2 separate regions of the Zea mays genome follow, and region 1 is linked to region 2. The links are chromatin contacts, called in public Hi-C maps. All regions are on one chromosome and are shown on one strand. The core of a region is the stretch at or near the end of the contact, and the rest is flanking DNA. Distances in the headings are between cores, read along the strand shown. Region 1 holds the start of LOC100193912. Region 2 holds the start of LOC100285928 (glucan endo-1,3-beta-glucosidase 3).

The links. Hi-C and Micro-C count contacts between places; a contact is called where the count stands out from the background.
Region 1: a Hi-C map of tassel shows a contact between it and region 2, with 1.6 times the contacts expected there. The contact joins the promoter of LOC100193912 here to the promoter of LOC100285928 in region 2. A contact is called at or near these places in 3 of 25 Hi-C or Micro-C datasets (ear, leaf and tassel).

The regions. Positions count from the first base shown.
Region 1 is chr7:161,703,370-161,707,827 of Zm-B73-REFERENCE-NAM-5.0, forward strand. It overlaps LOC100193912, which reads right to left and starts at 2,437. Exons shown (of 10, transcript NM_001359333.1): 1 at 2,211-2,437; 2 at 1,927-2,121; 3 at 1,500-1,781; 4 at 1,353-1,387; 5 at 1,186-1,272; 6 at 661-790; 7 at 1-558. The coding sequence starts at 2,307. LOC100273734 reads right to left here. Exons shown (of 11, transcript NM_001148143.1): 11 at 3,941-4,247. The coding sequence ends at 4,188.
Region 2 is chr7:161,389,844-161,393,898 of Zm-B73-REFERENCE-NAM-5.0, forward strand. It overlaps LOC100285928 (glucan endo-1,3-beta-glucosidase 3), which reads left to right and starts at 2,773. Exons shown (of 11, transcript NM_001413829.1): 1 at 2,773-2,943; 2 at 3,584-3,730.

The DNA.
Region 1 (4,458 bases), core at 1,187-3,686, 310 kb after region 2:
GGTTGGTTATTTCTGCAGTAGCTTTTAAATTATCTCTAGATGCTGCTGTTCCAGAAGAATGTCCCTCTGTGACAATAGGAGGCCTAAACTTTGGATTCGGATGGCAGTCATTGCTCTTCCTGAGGGAGGGGGACAGTGCATTCAAATTATCGGATGTATGACTCATCTTCCCTACGGTGGAAGCAGTTGAAGCCCCAGATATCACAGAGCTCATGCTGTCCATGGAGCTGCTAGGTGAAATGCTTGGTGATGCACGGTCAGCATGGCCCTTAGCTGGGATCCTGTTCCCTGATGATCTTGAGGGTATAGTTTTGCTGATATCAGATTTTGATGACGGACGAACAGGGACCCTCTGAGCAGGTCTATTCTTGATGCTTAGTGTTGCTGATTTAGTTTTGGCTTCTGGCTTAGTGTCCATCAACATACAATGGGAAGAAGTTGCTGCTGATGTGAAGAAACCTGATTTCAAGATTGAACTGGAATTTGTACCCCTGCCAGATCGCAGGACAGCTGAAGTACTGGCAGTTTTACCAACTGCCTGCCTGTTGACAGCACCCCCTGAAAGACAAAATACATATTAGGCTACGTTTATGTTATATTGTTCTATGCAGGGGTTCTCGATACTAATGAGTGAACAAAAATGCATGCCAATTTACACACCAGTGCTGTTTCTTTTGTCTGAAGCCCTAGAGGTGACAGTTGTATTAGTTGATGATCTCATCATAGCAACTCTTGGCAAAGCCCTAGGAGGCTTTGAGGATATCTTTGCTTCTGCAGCTCCTGTTAAATTCTTCTTAAGAAAAAATGCAAATATGAAGCTGAAATCAGAATATCGCACAGCACAGAACTTTTTAATTAAAAAGATCAAGCAAAAAAATAGGTCGTGCATCCACAGACATGGTGAGTAATTAAAAAGATCAAGAAGAAATACTAATCACTGGGATTTTGATTGCATGTTCAGGTAAGTAATTCAAATATAAATTTAGACAAGGGGATACTTTACATATTAGACAAGGCAGACTGAAGCTTAGCTGGGTTTACTTAATAATTTCAGTCAATTGCAAAGTCAGAAACTAGCACGCATTGCCTATGAACATTTTAGTAACAAAATAAATTGCTAAACAAGCATCCAATTATGGTGAATGGATAAAAAACTACAATGGGAATCACTGACAGGGGACATACATCTCTTGCAGCCACAGGCTCGTTGATGGTGACTTGGGGCCTTTGTCTGCTAACAGCTCCTTGGCTTGTTGAAACAGGGGCCCTCATCTGACAATAAGCAAATGTAATCAGTGATGATAAATGATTACATAAATTTGAAATTGAACAATATGATCAACTGAGCATACCTTTGACTGTGGCATCCGATCAACACCTTTTCTAGCTGGAAGGAACAATGGAATATGCTCATCAGTTATCAACAGCAGACAAAGATCGCTAGAGTTAAAATTTTGGATGTTAACTAGCATGTTGTGTCAGCATTTGAGGCTTGTTACCTGCAACACGAGGTGCATTTGCTGTGGCCTTTGGGGGGTTTGAGGCAGCAACGGGCCGACCTGAAAGTTTATCAGGTTTGCCAAGAGATCTCTGGATCGAAGCACGGACATTATCAAATAGTTCAGTCTCAAGGCTTTCCATCGCCCAGGTTTCACTTTCCAGAGTTGAGGTTGTTGACTCCCCTGATCTCCTCGTTTCCTCAATGATTCCAGGCAGCCTGGAACCTTGGGCCTTACGATAGGTGCTGTTTACAATGGCTAATTCCTCAGTGTCGAGAACCCCTGCATAGACCAGGAAAGATTAAGAGTTGCGATCAATCTGCATAATTAAGGTTTACCAGAGTGTATAACGAGAGGCAATAATTCCAGAAAACAGATAGAGTTTCACATGGGTGGGGACCAGGAAAAAACAAAAGCGAAGATGAACCTTCACTGGTAAAAAATTCGCTGTCCCAAGCCAAGCTCTTGCGGAGGTTTACCCCCTTCTTGGCCTTGCGCTGCTCCGGGGACTCCGTCCGCTCGGGATCTTCCCGCTCCTCCATCACACAGTCCGGATCCGTAGCCCGAACCACCGCCGATGGAGAAACGCCGGAGGAGGTTGCCTCGGCTCCCACTAGAGACTCTAACGGAAAATCGTCGCCCGTCAGATCCACAAAATCGCAACCAAAATAGCAGGCACCAATCCCGCGCGATGGGGGGGCAACACCTCACCTGCGTGGAGCGGATCGGGACGCCGCGGGGCCGGTGAGACGAGGTTGAAGAGAAGATCGTCCTCGGTGGAGACGTCGATGAGGAAGAGTCCCTCCATAGGCGCAGCGAGGAGTCCTGCGGCCGGCCGGAGTCGCTGGGGATCGGTACCGGTGGGAAACCCCTAAATCGCCGCCGGTGAGGGATTCAAGAGGGAGAGAAGGCGAAGACGAGCTGGAGAGACGTTGAAGATGATGAGGGGCGACCGCGCGAGGGTAAATGGGTAATGAGTGGGATGATTTAAATTTTGGCGAGTTTGGGCTGTATTTTCGTTGGGCCGTTTTTAGGGTTGGGTATTGGATCTGTGGGTCACACGTTTCATGGGCTTTGTCTTTCAGCGGTCTGTTTTTTCTTCTTCTTTTTGTTAGTCCATTTCAAATGCGCTTGCTAACGCTACAGCTACAGGGAATAATTAGTAGGGGGACTTCTAAACTCGTGTCCTTAGTTCAACATAAAACTGAAGGAGAAATATAACTAAAACACATGATTACTCAACATAACACAACATAATTTGAGTAATAAGAACATCAATATGTCGTAACAAAAAACAAGTAGTATTATCCTTACATCCCTCAAGCAGCTGATACCAGCTTTTCTCTGAAATCCGACAGAAGATGAGAATACATGGCTCTTGAGAACCAAGCTAACAATCTTGAAGCAAATATGCAAAGAATAAACCATATGCAAATTTAGCATAGTTGTACCTCTGTTTTTCCAGGTTGGATGCAGTTGGTTTGCTGGATACAATTCCATCGATGTATAGTGACTGGACTGTCCTTTTATCACAAGCAGTAGTGGCGGACGCAGAACAAAATTTTAGCTGGGGTGACATCATAAGAGACAAATCATGATACTAGACGACTAGATAAAAATAACTTCATGATAATAACGAGGTTATGTGATAATACTAGGAGCGTTCTAAAATGATATGAATATCAGAAAACCATTTTGGCCACCCTACAGAAAGGCGGAGAGAGGGGAGAGCACCAGGGTGAAGTGGCCACATCGACGCGTCGTTGTGGCGAGTCTGCCTTGAGATGGCCATGATGAGGCAGCAACATGCGAGGGGCAGCGAGGGCAAGCGACTGTAGGCAGTGGCAAGCGACAACAATTGTTGCATTGCGACAACATGGTGGGACCTGGTGACATAGTGAGGGTAGATGGTGGTGGCACCATGGTGCCAAGGCAGAATCCCACCAATAGCTTGCCCACCAGTCGATGCGAACTAGGAGGCAAAGTAGTGGCGCTGCATGTGGGATCCCGACAATGTGATGAACTAACGAGTGACGAGAAGACAAGATGACACTGGTAGCAGACGGGTTTGGTCACCCACTATCAATCCAGTCATGACCGAAGGAGCGATCGAGCCACGAGTAGCTAGCCGCTAGAGGAAGGAATCGAACGACTTGGATGGAGAGCGGGCTGAGCAATGTGTTGTCGAGAAAAAGTTAGATCAAAACTAGATTTGGTTGTACCTACTATATAAAAGTTTTTTTTATTTTGATGTATATCTAAATCTAGGTATAATAGCATATAAAAATTGAGGTGGGGCCATGACCCCCTTTGCCCATCGCTTGGATCTGCGCCTCTGACAGACTGACACGCAGCACACAGCACACGCGCCCAGCTGCTCCATCACTCATCTTGCTTTCCAGGGATACACTTTAATCCCAAAACATCTGATGATCTGAAGCGGAATCAAGGTGCGATTGCTCGATACAGTGAATCTGACAGCAGTAATCAGGGTCCGATCACTCGTTACAGTACACCTACTTGCGCAGAACACTGGCGGTGCTCGTCATTTCAACATGGAGCTACAGCCGAGATGTCATCGGAACAAAAGTATTTATTCATCGCTAACTCGAGTTGAAACAACAACCATCTCGCACTCTAGTCTTCCGAGGCGGAGCAACCGAGAGACAGACGGCTTGACGCGGCAGCTCAGATCGTTGTCGTGCTGCACGGGTAGCAGCCAAGGACACGCAGGAAACTTGCAACTTCCTGTAAAAAAAACACGTACACCCATGGATTAATAACTGCATATATAGTACACAGTACACTGTCTCAGTTCTCAAAAATTTATCGTCCGCTAATTTATTTTTTAACTAAAACACAACAAATAAAAAAGAACGAAGTGAGCACTTCATAACAGACATTTGATACTGACTATGTTTTCAGAAGATGGATTATAAATCTAGTCATTCCTGGACTG
Region 2 (4,055 bases), core at 1,523-4,022:
TTCGACGACCGGTATCATATCATAAAAAATAAATTTATTATTTTCGATGACTATACGTAGTTGTTGAAAATAAAAGACTTATTTTTAAGATTTAGACAAAATGGACTTTATAAAGGCTACCATATGCTCCCTCGCTCTCTCCGTCGTCGCCTGCTCGACCTGCATTGCACGCCCATGGCACCACACTCGCCCGGCCCTATGCATGCTCGTCGGCCTCAATCGCCCAACCTCGCCTATGTATACCGTTGTGCCTGCGTCGCCATGTCCTGCGCACCTGCCAGCCCCGGTCACCCCACCCGCACATGGCACACACCTAGCCCACTTGTGGCGCCGTCCACGTCTGCCCGTGCCTAAGAATGATAAACATGTACGATTCAACCCTACAAATGATTATTTAATTGTTCTAATGTTACATCAGTAGATTTTTCTTTTAGTATTATGTGAGTAGAGTAACAAAACACATAATTCACCAATTTTGGATCGACACTTGTCACGTGTGTCACACATGTGAGATTTGACGGTCTTAAGTTGTAGACATCATCCGAATGACTAATATAGCATTGACATTTATGAAAAACTATGTGGTTCAAACAAAATTTTGACGATATGACCTAGGTTGTTTTACACGACACCATATTCAGTTGTGCAGGTGGAGAACAACACGTTATGTCACCGAAATTTCGTTCAAACGCTATGGACTCATCATAAATCTGCGTTGTGTTGGTCACTCTTGGATGAGTTTAGGACATATCCTTATGTATAGGCAACATAAAACGCTCATTATTGTGCACCTTGCTTTATTCTACAGAATTAAATATGGATGATGATCATCGATGGATGTATATGGTTGGAATAAAACTCAGACTCATTATTGTGCACCTTGCTTTATTCTACAAAATTAAATATGGATGATGATCATCGATGGATGTATATGGTTGGAATAAAACTCAAGCTCACTTAGCTGAATGGATCACTAAGACTAAGGATTTTTCTAATGGTGCCTTTGTTGAATAATGATAAGATCTGGTATCCATGCAACAAATGTTAAAACTCGATGTTATTTGATAAGGTCACAATGAGTAAACACCTGTATCAAAATAGTTTCATTGCGGATTATGAAACATGTGTATTTTACAGCGAGAAATACATCACATTTATTGCAGAAGAGGAAGGAAATAATAGCGCAAGCATTGATATGATAGACGAGATGCTTGATATATTACTATTATTTTGATATATTAACATATATGTAGGTTCAACTCTCGTGGTTTGGAAAGGCCGTTTAGATGTTTATTGGTCCCTTTTGTCATCTATGGGCTTCTAAAGAATTATAAGAGAAGTCAATGAAGAAGAAAAAATTCTATGAACAAGGGTGAAGAGCATACTGTTGGAGGCAATGTATAGGTTCATACGACTAGACGAATGGTAAGACATGACAAGGACTATTTTCAAAAACATATCTATATGCATATGCTACTAATTGCATATATAGGAAGCTTAAACCGGTGTGTTGAGCCCCCACCTGTTGATGTGCCTCTTGGGAGCATACTTGATGGTGCAATTACAGACAAAGTTATGATCGTTAATGGTCCTAAAATACTCAGAATCAATCCCATTATTATGCAAAGATGATGTTGTCCTGACTCCATAACGCTATTCTCAGTGGTAGTTTCATCACACTATTTCCAATATTGCCATGTTAATAAAAGTAAGTTAAAATGAAGAATGAAATATGCTCTTTCAATAAGGAGTTTCATGTTACAATTTCATGGGCTAGCATGTGACTTAAATGTTGTATCTAAATAACCAATAGGAATAGATAAAATAGATGGAGATAAAATAAATTGCCCTTGATGATGGTTCCACACGTTTTCTAATACCTTAACAGGTTGACATAGTTTTCTAGTGATGAAACTAGTTTCAACTATTTCATAATAAATATAGTGTCATGCCATCAAAAATCCTATATGGCATACTAATTAATGTCATAAAATCTCTCATGAAACTTTCATTGAAAATGACCTAATACATCAGTGAGATTTGACGTATACACAAGCACACAATACTAATCCGATGCACGTGTATTGCTACAGATTCTATATGTATCATATGGATAGACTTTGATTTAATAAAACACAAAAATATGTGTCATGTTGGTTAGGTGGGTGAGAATGTGGAGCCAACAACTAAAGTTTGAACCCCATTTGTGGACAATTTTACCTTATTTTTGCATAAAACGGAAAGGAAAAGAGTGACCATGGAAATCTCTATCTCTACCTCTACCTCTACTATATTAAAACACCAGTTTTCTTGGTTCTGCGGTTCTACCGTTGTCACTTTTACAAAGAACTAATTATATTTTCTTGTAATCAACCTGCAGTCAGACAGATCCACATTTAAACATTTAATTGGAAAAAGCTAAAACTATATACAAATAAATATTCGAACTATGGTTGGTGGCTCTAAACTAATATTCACACCCACCTAACTAATAAAACACATATGTATTTATTTTGTTGATTTATAGTTTATACATTAGTGATGCACTGATGCACAATTTTCCGTGTCAGTCCAATGAGGACACTCCAGCCCATTAGGCCCATCAATGGAACCGAGAATATTGCCGCCGCGATGCTGGCTGTTGGTAAAAAGTCAAGTCAACCACCAGAGTGCTTTGAGATTGGAGATCGAAGGTTGAAGGCTGAGGACGGGTCGCTTGTGGGCTTCCTTTTCCCTTCTCTTCGCTTTGTTTTTTATCTTCTCGACAAAACCTCCAAGGCACCTCCGTTCCCCGTTCGTCCTCCACACCTGTATCTCTTCCCCATGGCCGGGCTCGGCGCTGGACTGGGAGCACGCCCTTCCGCGACCTTCTAGGCCGGGCCTTCTAGGACGGAAGGCTCCGGCCACTCACTGTCGCTGCCCCTCTCCGTCCCGTCGGCTCCGGTACGGATAGGCACGATCGCTCTGCCCATGTTCTCTGCATCTGCGTGCCAATTCGTAAAAAAATAGCTTCGCTGCCTGCTCTCGTGTCAGTGTTCTTCCCACCGGGTGGACATTGATACGAGATCATGTGCTAGGCTTCAGAGAACCGCGGCACATTTCGCGGCGCATGCTTACTGGTAAAGTGGTAAATTTAATTGTTGCACTGTACTTCTATCCAATTTATGTCAGTTCCACATACAGACATACTTGCCTTTTGTGCCAGTAATAGTTGAGTTTTGAGTGAACCTATTTTTTTACTTGCTTGGGTTGGTTACATGCCTCCCTTATATGTTTTAGGACTCAGATTGAAAATTAATTTTATGCCGACTCACGTGACATCGTGCTGTTTAAATGATTTTATTGCCACCTGTCCTTAACACTCTGCATGGTTATCAGACACTTCTAGTAAACAATACACTCATGACTCATCTAGTCATCTCCATATCTGTTTCTGCACATATCTAGTTTGCTTTCTCCTTGCTGTTTCAAGGTGCAACTATGGACCCATCGGGTGGCTTTGGATGGAGTGTACTGCTCTAGATAGTTGTGAAGTTGGAGTTCCTAATGTCATTGTCCGCGAAGGCATTTTTTTTGTGTGCAGGTTACAACTAAGGTCGTTTTGCTATAACTAGGCCTAACTAATCCTCCCAGTTTGCATTGTTGGCTTGTTGCCGGCAAATTCGTAGTGCCAAAACGATGCTTTACTGTGTCAAGCAGGCTCACATGGGTGGAAGATGAGCTTATGGAGGTAAGAAAGTATATTTTCTGGCACTCTATGCTGGTTTAAACCCACTTTTTTCTATGGTAGAGTTCTTTTTTCAATATCAATCTCGCACGTCGATCCAATTTTTAACGCTGAAATATGAAAAACAGTACCTGACATTCTACAACTGTCAAAACTGGATGGAACACTACCTGAACCAGTGTAAAGTGGTTTCCAAGGTAGTTTTCTACTTAAGAAAATATAAAAAAAACTAGTTCAGTCTCTAAAAATTCATAACTAATTTACTTCGTTTTTAAAATATGAAATCAGAACCATTTTCTAGAATTGTTATTTATCCGTTGGTAATCTA